2 separate regions of the Zea mays genome follow, and region 1 is linked to region 2. A link is a contact called in public Hi-C data. All regions are on one chromosome and are shown on one strand. The core of a region is the stretch at or near the end of the contact, and the rest is flanking DNA. Distances in the headings are between cores, read along the strand shown. Region 1 overlaps LOC100282607 (polygalacturonase). Region 2 holds the start of LOC100280981 (pathogenesis-related protein 10).

What was found. Hi-C and Micro-C count contacts between places; a contact is called where the count stands out from the background.
Region 1: a contact with region 2 is called in a Hi-C map of ear, with 2.1 times the contacts expected there. The contact joins the enhancer-like site here to the promoter of LOC100280981 in region 2. A contact is called at or near these places in 3 of 25 Hi-C or Micro-C datasets (ear, endosperm and tassel).

What each region holds. Positions count from the first base shown.
Region 1 is chr10:22,695,599-22,701,998 of Zm-B73-REFERENCE-NAM-5.0, reverse strand. LOC100282607 (polygalacturonase) reads left to right here. Exons shown (of 6, transcript NM_001155515.1): 3 at 658-778; 4 at 875-1,049; 5 at 1,163-1,233; 6 at 1,518-2,579. The coding sequence ends at 2,197. Among protein-coding and RNA genes, the nearest start is that of LOC100282607, 4.2 kb to the left of the region's middle. Within about 2 kb of position 2,753, at least 12 of the 20 cell types and tissues checked have an H3K27ac peak or open chromatin away from gene starts, as enhancers often do. A contact at or near this core is called in ear, where this site is marked.
Region 2 is chr10:22,617,910-22,624,504 of Zm-B73-REFERENCE-NAM-5.0, reverse strand. It overlaps LOC100280981 (pathogenesis-related protein 10), which reads left to right and starts at 2,905. Exons shown (of 2, transcript NM_001153901.2): 1 at 2,905-3,124; 2 at 3,241-3,932. The coding sequence starts at 2,941. The coding sequence ends at 3,542.

The sequences.
Region 1 (6,400 bases), core at 1,504-4,003, 78 kb before region 2:
ATTTGCATTTGCATTGAGAGTTGCTAGCAACGCAATGGCCAGCCCATGCCACCATTTGTTTGTTTGGATACGGTTGGTGGAAGATGTCCTACTGGAGCGATATTTTTCCAGCCTTCCTGGTAAACCTCATAGGTGAGGCTTCTATTTCTAGGATTTAATCTGAAAATATTTTGCTTGGGAGTGAGGTATATGTTTTGTTCTTCCATATTTTCGTTAAGTACTACAACGTTCCATATTCTTTCGGATCTTTGCTAGCGTAATGGTATGCGACTTTGCTAATCAAGACAGGAGCACTAGATGATGGTGACACGTAGTTATCGATGTGAGGGGCAGTAGCTAAGGAAAGACAAATACCATTTGCATTGATTTGAAGTCAAGCTGCTTTATGCACTGGGCTGATTGAGATTGTTTGTCTGTAATATATAGTTTTCTGCATGGTGAGGACATGTCTAGTATCTGTTCCATTGCATGCTGGTGAAGTTTTGTTTGTTCGGAAAGAGCAGTCTAAGATCTTTAATAGGCGTTGCAAATCTTTGAACATTGAAAGGAACATATTTTGTATGCATTTCACTTTTTCTCCTTATAGCTGTGAAATTAGATGCCTTATCGTAAGTTAAACATTTAAACTAACTGTAAGCACTTGTGTTTTTACTTCAGGACGTTTCACAGTGGCCTGTTGTCGAACCTTTGCCATCATATGGACGAGGAATGGACCTTCCAGGTTCGAGGCATCGAAGCTTAATAAACGGGCAGAATCTAGTTGATGTTGTAATTACGGGTAAATGAAATCTTAAAGCACGCTTGGTTTGAGACATATCAGTATTTTATCTAGTAGTTATTTGATTTACATACTTAAAGAACACACTTCTTTCAGGAAACAATGGAACAATCGATGGCCAGGGTTCTACATGGTGGAACTGGTTTCGTTCGAATAAGTTGAACTATAGTCGCCCTCATCTTGTGGAGTTTGTGGACTCTGAGCAAATCGTCATTTCGAACATAACATTTTTAAATTCCCCTGCTTGGAGTATACATCCAGTGTATTGCAGGTACGCTAACATTGTTTGCAACTATAGAATCTGCTCTGCTCTGTCCTGCTAGATTTTTGAGACAGAGATTGTCAAAAATTACTTACTGACATGTTTCCGTTGTTTTCCATCAGCAATGTAGTGGTCCATAGTGTCACAATTCAGACTTCATTGGATGCTCCACTTAATCATGGAATCGTTCCAGGTAACGCAGCACTTGATCATCATGCATTCCTTACCTTAGTCAAAATCCATGTGACCGGAACATTTTTTTGGATATGTATCCTGAGTATCATCTACTTAAAGTATGTCTTAACTGAGACAAGTTATACTAGCCAGTTTCAGTTGTGGCTGTGTACTTGGTGGAGACAGCAAATTATTCTATGCTCTACGTTTAACATTTTAACCCATCACCTGAGGTGATTCGCCGCAGAACCATGGCCAAAACCTGATCCATTCCTCTCTGCGTATGTGTTTTTTTTTCTGTAGATTCATGCTCAAATATGTGCATCGAGGACAGCAGTATCAGTGTTAGCCACGACGCCATATCACTAAAAAGCGGGTGGGACAAGCAAGGCATTGCTTTCGGGAGGCCAACCTCAGACATCCACATAAGCAGACTGGATCTGCAGTCCTCACTGGGCGCCGCTCTCGCGTTCGGGAGCGAGATGTCGGGCGGGATCTCGGACATCCATGCGGACCGCCTCCTCATCCACTCTTCGTCCAGAGGCGTCTTCTTCAAGACCGCGCCGGGACGCGGAGGCTATATCAGAGACACCGTGATCTCAGACGTCCAGATGGAAGACGTCGACGTCGCCATCGCATTCACCGGTGACTGGCCAAGCCACCCAGATGACCAGTTCGACCCGGCCGCGCTCCCGGTGGTCAGCCACATCACCCTGAAGAACATGACTGGAACAAGAATCTCGGTCGCTGGCGTTTTGTCAGGAATCGCCGGCGACCCGTTCACCGACATCTGCCTCTCCAACATCAACTTCTCACTGGCCGATTCGGCCAGTCCCACCTCCCACTGGTCTTGCTCCAACGTCTCCGGATACTCCGAGCTGGTCTTCCCCGAGCCTTGCCTGGATCTGCAGACCCAATCCTCAGACGCTTCCGTCTGCTCCACCCTCCCTAGCTTCCACGCCGCCGCCATTGCAGCAGCGTAAATGCACAGAGAGTACAAAGTGTCCATCCTTTTTCCTGTTCCCGGTCCCCTGTACACTTCAGAGGATCTCTCAAGCCGCCTTTTCCTCCCCCGACAATTCTTTGAAGCTATAGGCGCGCCCCTGTCGTTGAAGAAAAGAATCGTTCACCGTTTTTCTCCGGCCGTCGGCTTCGAGGGCTCAGCTGCATCGCCTTTCTTGCGGGAGGCAAGCCTGGCGGCGGACGGTCGACATCGAGCTGTTAATTTGCTTGTACAGTTATGATTTCTTCATTCAATCTGTAAGAAGGAATTTTTGTGGTAGTAGAGGGTTGAGTCGAGTCCAGAGAGTTGCTTCATACGATTGTCGATTTGGTGAATAAAACACATGATGAATTCATGATCCAGTGGCTCTGTATACATCCTGTCATCCTTGTGGGTACATCCATCCATGATCCATCCAATCTAACAAACAACCAGTACACCAACACCTCACATGTTCTCGTGGTCCTGGGTTCCCCAGGCTGGCAGGCGCCTGCGGAATGTAGCCAGGCCAGGGGCCAGGCCCTCGCTCCCGTTGCTGCCAAACAAATTGGCGTCCGTCCATAGAGTTTGTTAGATGACCGAGCATGGCCATGGCCTACTGGGGGCCTGGGGGTGGGGGCGGTTTCATTGGCTTCGCTTTGTCGCCATGCAGTGCGGCGGGCGGGCCGCTGAGCTGGCGCCGTCTTGGGCGGTCGCCATTTGCGCAAGCTCCAGGCTCCAGCCAGCATTCGCATCTGCTTTGCGGTCACTTGCAGTTGCAGTGGACGGTGAACAGAACCATCACGGGAGCTGGCACCGATGATTAGCTAGCTGGTCATGCTGCTGGCGCTTGTTGTATATCTATTACGTGTTGTTCGGTTCCACTCAACAAAGTTTAGTCAATACAACATCGAATGTCTAAATGATAATTACATATATTAAATATAGTTTAATTACAAAACTAATTGTAGAGATAGAGACTAAAAGATGAGATAAATTCATTAAACTTAATCGAGATTATATTTAATAGATATTCAAACATTGGATACATGGACTAAACTTCAGTAGGGTAGCATGTGAAAGACTGAAGCAGCAGGTGCTGCATGACCCCAAAATGCCATGAAAGGCTCAGTGAACCTTGTCTTGGAACACGGGCTGCTGGTACCGAAGCTGCTGTTGGTGAGCAGGAAGCAGAATGTTACGCGAAAACTGAACACCATTGGATACCGTCATACCGAGCAGCAGATGCTCAGCCTCTGATTAAAAAAACAAAAAAAAACAAAACTGAACAGAGCTGACCATGTCATGTGCTGCAACATGTCGTTGTATCAGCTAGCGCAAGATCCATCCATCCAGGCTGCTCAGATGGCTGTGCTGCAGAGTGCAGCAGGCTTTGTTGAATGCAGTCAAAGCAGGGAGCGGACGGGATGCTGTGGACAGGGGCAGCTGGGCGTGACAGGCTCAATCAGTCCCCCTGACATGTGCCAACTGAGGATTACTGTTCCTGTGGATCTTCAGTTTTTACAGCTGATGAGATAAGAACATAACTGCTAGTAGTAGTAAGGATATCTCCTATTTTAGACCTCACTTTATAAACACAATAGTCTATAATGCAAACCAATGTTTTATACGGCTATATGCACGATCCGCTGAGCACAGTCTAACAAGTTGTTTCTTCTATCTCTATTTAAGAACTCCGTTAGAGTATCTTCCACCTAGAGATAGCAATACGACGATGGATATTTACTCCATTAGACGATGTGTATAGACTAAATATCCTATCATAGGTCTTTGTTAGACAAAATCCTTCACTCAATGGGTATGTAGATATTGGAACGTTCCCGCATTCACCCATACTCATTATCCCATGAGTATAAAACATCATGTATCACTATATCAAACCCATGGATGATTGGTTCAAAACCTACCGTTTTTGTGTAAGGCGTTATTTTGGTACAAGTTTAATCTTTGTTGTTACGAGTGATCCGACGGGTGACTTTGACTTATATGAGTGTACGAGAGAAAATTTGTACCCACTAGTGGATATGGTGATCCGACAGATATGTTTTTATTTGTGGTGGATATATGTATGAGATGCAGAACCTAGCAAGGATTTAGCCGTTGTCATCTCTACTTCAGCCAGAAAATATGATCACTTTAAAAAAAACAGTGTGGAGGTAAAAACGGGTGTGCGAGCGTGACCTTTGCAATGATATGCGTCGGGCCAATTGGACGACAGACAAATACGGGACCAAAGAGCAGTACATACAGGACGGGGGGCAGGCATCCAAGAATTTCTTCAGACCGTAATCAATATTGGTCATGCATAATATAAATGCTCTCGTGAGATTGTAGTATTCCAGTCCTCTGCCGGCATGATGCTGTAAACACCGCTGCAAACCCTCTCGTTTACAGCTCCTCATATGATGAGGGCTTACAAGAATAGAAATCGGAACCTGTCGCTTCACTGTTTGATCATTGTTTTTCTCTCTTCTTTCTGCAGGTGATGAATGTGAGGGACTATAAATGAGAAGATTTGCAGCAGGAAGCATAGAATTTTTTCCCACATAAAAATGCACAAATCGTCATATTGGTCTGGTCGATTATTCTTACCCTAGTGTTATCTTAAACATTAAACGGTAAACAGTCGATCATCCTCTATTTAACCGGACTACATGGACGTTTAAATGGACTAAAAATTAAATTATATAGGATTAAACGGCATAAATGGCCTAAAAGGTTAGCTACCGAATAGCATTTAAACGACGTTTAAACGGTCTAGGATAACAGTGCCTGCGAAAAAAATCCGTCCATGATGGTGTAAAATTCACGTTGAGCACCGCCCCGTGCCAGTGACGGGCATGCAAGAAATTTATGCGTCTTTCCATACAATGTTTTTTTTGGTATTAACAATCAGAACTAAAGAGTTTAATTCTTTAGTTTAGATTGGTAACACCAACCAGAACTAACGTAGATCTTTTAGTTCAGGTTAGTGTTATCAATCAGAAGCAAAGGTTCTCCAACGCTTAAGAACCTTGGATACGAGATTAATGCTCATATTAGTCCTAGCTCTCTGGCCAAAAACCATATTTCTAGGTTTATCAAAATCATTTTTTATGCAATCATATCTCCTCTCTTCTATTTGTATGTACTTAATCTCATCATATCTTAGTTTTCTGCGTAGGCATAGTTTCTTCTGTATAGAAACAAATTTTCTCTCTTTTCCTTAATTCTGTGTCACACATAATTGCCACCTTCTTATTTAACGTTCATAGAAATAATATAATTTTAATGGGTTGGGACAGACTTTTATAGTATAAAACATAAAGTCATAAGTGGATTGATCTGCAAACTAATGTAGGGCCAGTTTAGGAATGCAGTTTTGAAATACTATAGTTTTGAGATACTATAGTTTACAATTATACATGACATAAATACTATGGTATTACTTTACCATAGTAAAACTACAATATTGCTCAAAACTGAGATCTGTTTGGTTCTATTGGAAAAACAAAGTATATGTAGAGAGAAGAGAAGAAAACTGAGGTCCTGAGTGGAGTTTCAAAAACTCCAAAAATACCACAGTTTTGGATAAACCATGATATTTAAAACTGAGTTTTGACTGTACAAACCAAACACCTTTTGAGCTACAATACTATAGTATCATCAAATACCATAGTTGTCGGGGACCATAATTAGGGGTACCCTCAAGACTCCTAATTCTCAGCTGGTAACCCCCATCAGCACAAAGCTGCAAAGGCCTGATGGGTGCGACTAAGTCAAGGATCGGTCCATTCGAGGGACTCGATCACGCCTCGCCCGAGCCCAGCCTCGGGCAAGGGCAGCCGACCCCGGAGGATCTACGTCTCGCCCGAGGCCCCCTCCAGCAACGGACACACCTTCGGCTCGCCCGAGGCCCAGTCTTCGCCAAGAAGCAACCTAAGCCAAATCGCCACGCCAACCGACCAAATCGCAGGAGCATTTAATGCAAAGGTGGACTGACACCTTTATCCTGACGCGCGCCCTCCGGTCGACAGAGCCGAAGTGACCGCAGTCACTTCGCCGCTCCACTGACCGGTCTGACAAGAGGGCAGTGCCGCCTGTGCCGCTCCGACTATTGTGCCACTCCACAGAGTGAGGCTGACAAGCAGCCAGGCCCGGCCTCAGGCGCCATAGGAAACTCCGCTCCGCCCGACCCCAGGGC
Region 2 (6,595 bases), core at 1,656-4,155:
CCTGCTCCATTCCTGGCCCCAGGAGAAGCTGCGTGGCCCGCTGCGGCAACCACTCGCCGACCGTCACGCCATGGCCGTCGGGGTCGAGCTCCAGCCGCACACTAGCAGCTGCGGTGCGCGGCCCACTACCTGGAGATGGGCCGATGACAACCTCGCGGCGAGCGTGGAGGCTACCAGAACCAGACCGTGTTGCGGCACCCCGGCAGCGCCACCATGGCAGTCAAGTTCTACGAGGACTGAAGGTTGTTGTCTGTACTTGAGCCGTCCACATTCAAGATGCGAGGGGAAAAGTTTTTTTTTCAAATAAGAATTGCTCCACAAATGCATGTGATGTCTGATGAACCTCTTTTTTGTAATTTGATCCGATACAAGAAAAAACAGTGAAAATGAATTTTGATAATATGGTTACAAAATACGGAGGATGATATATTGATGATACGATTTAGAAGACGCTGCTGCAGATGGTGAAGACTGAAGACGATGTATAGGATAATGTAAATTAGCGTGTACTGATAATATTCTTTTATAAGATGAAAATTAGAGTCGTTGCAGATGCTGCAGATGGTCCAAACATGCCTTCGATAAAAAGTCTTTAGCCCATATGTGCGGATGTGCCTTTCGTGGATGGCGCTCCAGCGCTGTTTTGTCAATGTGTGTTTACACCGTAATGCGTAATGTGAACAACTACGCGGCAACGGTTAGGCAACGGACGACTCTCACATTTTTTTCACACAATGAGACATCGGCGTGCATCTACGTCCAGCATTAACCTTTATGTTTAATTAATGCTTTTTTTTTGTCATCAGTCTTTACAAATCGTCGAGACTATTCTAATATGGGGTTTAGAAATCCGTTACATATATATAGTAGACGTGTAGATATAGAGCTATCACTACAGAACTGACATTCTTTGTCAAGTATCTCAAACACTACCGGACTGACATTTTTTTAATTGGATTCGTTGAGAATTGAATTCACGTTTTGTGATTGATGAGATTCGAACTAGCAATCCCTCTACACCACTATATCACTTATGTCTATATTACGTTTTTATTTCTCATTTATTATAACAAACCGAGAATAAATTGATCATTTGATGCATTAAATAAATTTAAACGAAAATGTTGTCAGCTGTAAAGTTGCATAACGTTTCAAGATCTATAACTTTCATATTGCTAATTTCTTCATCCGAGGTCGTTTACAAAATTTAAATTTCAAATTTGAAAACTCCAAACATATTTTTCTATGACAAGATGATTTCAAATCAAAAAATTATCAATTATAAAGTTTCATAACATTTCAAGCCCTACAACTTTTATTTTGGTTCTTTTTTCATTCTAGGTGGTTTGAAAATTTTGAATTTTAAAATTCAAATAAAGTTTTGCATACAAGATGATTTCAAACCAAAATGTTGTCAACTACAAAGTTTCATAACTTTTTAATACCTACAACTTTTATTTTGGTGTTTTTTTTCGTTTGAGGTCGTTTTGAAAATCCAAATTTTTAAATTCAGCCGTAGTTTTCGCTGACAAGATGACTTCAAATCAAAAAGTTGCCAACTACAAAATTACATAACGTCTCAAGATCTACAATGTTTATTTTGATTGTTTGGTCATTTATTTATCCCACATGTTGGTTCTAACATTATTCACAAATTTTATACATCTCTCTTGTAGTTTCATAAACTACGAGATATATAGTTTTTCTGAACAAATTTACTTTGATTTTGTCATATGAAGAAATGACCAAAATATAAATTGTACATCTTGATGAGTTATACAAATTTGTAGTTGAAAACGTTTTCATTTGAATTAATTTACTGCTTCAAAATAATATTTTTAAATTGTCTTTGCCTAGTATTGAGAAAAACACTCGACAAAGAAACACTCGGCAAAGAAACCTTTTGCCGAGTGTTTTTTGTTAGGCACTCGGCAAAGAACTTTTTTGCTGAGTGCCCGAAACAAAACACTCGGCAAATCATTTGGCACTCGGCAAAGAGCCGTATTCCGGTAGCGCGTACGACCTAAATCTATACTCTTTTGATGTTATCACAACATTTTTGGGCAATTTTTTTTACTAATAGTTTTTTCGGAATTATCGATGAATTATGAGGTCTATAATGTATTTAGAAACATCAAATGGTTTAGCAACTTTATGGATTGAGAAAAAATTATTAGATGAGTCTTCAGACCTTTAGATACTAAAAGCCAATATATTTATTTTCGAACTATATATTAATTTTCCATGAGATCATATTTTTAAGAGCTTTATTACATGAGAGATTGTTTTAGAAATAACTGCTTTTAGATAAAAACAACTTAAACAGCTCGAGAAGCTGTGTCAAACGGGTGCCTAACAACTGTCTGGCTGTGTATATATACACACATTTGACGTCAACGCTCTCGTATGATCAGCCTTATAGAATCCCATGTGCGCTGCATGCTCTGCAATAATCCAGCAGCCTACCCAAATCCTTGTGGACAAGGGGCGGACTTAGCGGGTGGTCCATATGGTCCACGGCACACCCTAAGATCACATAAGTGTAGTTAGCATAGTGGTACAAGTGCTATATTTTAAACTTGGTGGTCAAAGTTCGAGTCTTGTTGATCCTTATTTTTTATTTGTTTTTTTATTTTTTTTCTTGGCACACCCCAAACATAGCAGCTGGGCACATAAAAGCTAAGCTTACTGGGTACTGGCCAGTCTTTCTATGAATTTTATTTTTCTTCAGCACCTGTACTATTCTGTACCTCTCCGAACGAATTCTCTGAAATTTTCTCGCGGTCAAACCACGTGATCTCGTGGTCCAAGATTTCCACGTCACCAAGCTCCGGTCCAACCGCGCAGCCACATCTATATAATAAGTAGTTCTTGATCGTGTTCGTGCAGTGAGCACAAACATAACAGTCTTACAGTACGTAGCAGCAGCCTAGCACGACGATGGTGTCCGGCAGCATCAGCGAGGAGATCGCCGTGGCCGTCCCGGCGGAGCGCATGTGGAAGGTGGCCTTCGCCGAGACCAAGTCGGCGCTCCTGCCCAAGGCCTGCGCCGGCTACGTGGACGCCGTCGAGGTCGACGGCGACGGCGGGCCCGGCAGCGTCACCACCATGAAGCTTAACCCATGTACGTACGTACGTAACTGAACTAGCTAGCTAGCTAGCTAGCTAGGCCATTATTTGTTGCGCCACCATGCATGCGCACCAGCCCTGAGGATGCCGCCGGCCGGCCTTTTTTCGCAGCGCTGGGTGAGAACAAGACGCTCAAGAGCCGCGTGGTGGCGTTGGACGCCGCGGCGCGCGTGGTGAGGACGGAGGTGCTGCAGGGCGGCACGGTGAGCGCGCAGCTCAGGACGCACTTCGCCGAGATCAGGGTGGAGGCCGCCGGCGAGGGCGCCTGCGTCGCCAAGGTCAAGGTTGACTACGAGCGCCTCGACGGCGCGCCGCTCGCGCCCGAGGACGAGGCCAGGCTCGCGCAGGGGTACGTCCGCCTCGTCAGGATGGTGGAGGCATACCTCGTCGCGCACCCCGACGAGTTCGCCTGAGCCGCCACCTTTCCTACGTACGTGTATGATCATGCCATATGGCCGTGAGTGTTTTGGTTTGGAATAACGGGAGGAAAGGCTCCTCTGTTTGGTTGCTTCAATTCGCTTCGAATCGAGTATAGACCGACGTTTGTGAGTTGGTGTATCCGTGCTGCTACAAGTGTGTCTACATCTATGGTCTATTTATCTACATGTTCTTTTGTTTGTTTGCTTCGCTGTGCACTGTGAGGTCGCGTATAGACGTATTGGTTGTGTTGCAAAGAATTTGTTAGATATTAAGATCGATAATAATGTATGTATTTATTCGTTTTTATGTAATTGTTGTGTTTTAAAATTTTATCGAATATTTATATGTAGTCGCAATGCTTGTGTATTGTATTGGTTTGTGTTATGCTTGGGTGTGAGGTCATCCGTCATGCGTGTTCTTCTATCTTCGAAGTGCCTTCGAGTTGTGGTGAAGAAGGAATACACTGATTAATGTAAATTATTTCTTCATTCGAAAGAGGCCTTCCAGTTGTGGTGAACTAGAATGAAATCAACCAATGCGTGGAGGGTGAGCCAGTGGATTGAAGACTATGGGAGGCTCATCTTAAAATTGCTCCATTGCCCTTTTAGGGCTGGAAAATGGGTATATCGAGAAAGGGATTTTGGCCCACTCAATCCCCTCCATTACCCTTGGTCCCAAACGAGGTCGGGGCCTTATCATGTCGAAAGCGATGGTTGGCCTGTCAAAAGAGCTTCACTAAGGATGGTTGATCTTGTCATGTGGAGCTTCACTATGGAGATTAAAGGCGCTAGCAAGCCTGAGGAATCCCAACGACCGATGTCGCTCGGTCCGACATTCCTAAGAATCTCAGCAAGAGTGGCCTCGAGATCACGGGATGATGTCACTCGGTCCGATGTTCCTAAGGTTCGTTAGAGCAACAAACGATATGAGGGCAACATGACCACGAAAACCCAAGGATGCCCAAACTAGAATAGGGCAACCAAAAGCACGATATATAGACGTATGAGCATGGTCTCATCACCCGCCACGACCCCTCATCCTTCCACGACAATCTGGATACATCCTTTAGTGATGGTCCCTTGGAGCCAGAAGGCCAACTTATGGGCATTTTATTAAAATATAAATTCATCCAAATATATAATTAGGCAAATAAAATTTACATGGATTATAAAAATAAATGATGCACTACTAGTCTTCGTAATCTTTCTCTTCCACCACTTCTTTTTCATCTAATTTTAGTTGCTTTATCAACGTTTTAAGACTAACTTATGGTCTCTTTCCGTGTCTTCCATGTCGGTGATGGATCGATCTAGCAATTTATTGAATTACTCAAATAATTTAGTTTATGTAACCTCTAGCGAGCCGTCGAGGTTAAAAACCCCATGTCCCAAGTCCCATGGGTCACAATGTGTAAAATCGCTTCAAAGAGGCCCGAAGGAGGCCCAACTAACCATCGAGCATGAGCAGATTGCTGTCAACTTTGCAGGGTGATGTCCGCCTCTAGCCCTAGTGCGAAGCAAGGGTGTGTAAGAGTCGGACGAGACAAAATAGGGTTGAGTGAATCATACCTAGCCTAAAGGGGTGTCAGACGTAAAAGGCAAACCAAATGCAAACCATATACGTGCCAGAATCCAAATCACATACACAACGATTACATAAATGTCACATCATTGCACAGTGCTCGAATAATATTTAAGCATAAGTAAATTACTATAGACCATAGTCATTGTTGGGGGCCTTCCTCTTCCGAAGATCCTAAAAAACATGACTAACCAATTGTTTCTAGCGTACTATTGAATATTACAGGAGTTTCGTCATAAGAAAAGCTTTGCTGTGATGAGGATCTTCTTCCCTGTCGAAGGTCCTCGAGACAAAGACATTGTCTAAGACCAGTAACAACGAATGTCGAAGCTGCAGCCAAAGGACGACGACTTCGGCTTAAGGCGACAACGAAGGTCAAACATGATGCCAAGCCGAAGAGGAAAAGGCTAGCTAATCCCTGATGTTTTATGTCACAATTATGGCTATATGTTAAGGTCATAAATGTATTTTTACTCGGGCTGCGTCCCGTGCCTATAAATAGGTGAACAGTGCCCCCATACTATTCACGTTGGATGGTAATTGCTCTCGCGTCATCACCTTCAATCAAGCCGAAGGTATCAATGTAATATAATTTCGGTTAATGTTCATGTATATAAACACTATGAAATAAATATATGAAGGAATAAATAAATGAATAACATCTATTGTCTTCATGAACTCATATTCCCATAAGTGATGAAGGTGTGACCTTCGTCTGAAGATCATTATATCCGAAAGAAGATAATGCTTCGGAGGATGAAGGTCCTTAATATTTAACAATTGTGTTGCCTTGTTCTTGATTCACAACGTTTGAGAACAAGTGACCAACAGTCATAGACATCGCATAGTTCAAAGTGCATAAACGAAAAAGTAACTAATTAAAGGGGCCTCCCACATGCATTTGACTGGGAGATCGCTTGCCTAGTCTTCAAACTCATTGAAGTCTTGGAATTCCTAGAGATCCACTTCAACTCCTTGTTCTTCTCTTGGGCAGTGGTTGAGTCGATGGCAACCTAGTGTTTATGTGAAAGCAAGGGTGCATACACATCATACTCAACAAGTGCCCTATTTGACTAACGTGGACTAGCTTTATATGGAATTTGGTTGATAACAAGTTGCTTTTACTTCATCAGGTATATATTTATTATTAATGTAAGCCAGGTTTTAACATCTATCCCGAAGTTACCAAACCACAAGTCATTTCCTCCTCGAGTAACATCATTGCTAATATCCACGATCACACCATAACGAAAACCATAATATCACTAGTCAAAGAGGATCCCAATGCCGCTCTTAACCGTGAGCACAACTGATATACCAGTTTTGATTTACCCTCTATAGAGGTTGCACACTTTGCCCATGAGCCATGATCCCTTTTGCCTTGGGTTGTATAGACCCTTAAACACTTCCAAGGTGAGTAAGCAAGGTTTCACTATGTAGCCTTTATAAAGATTTACTAGAGGTA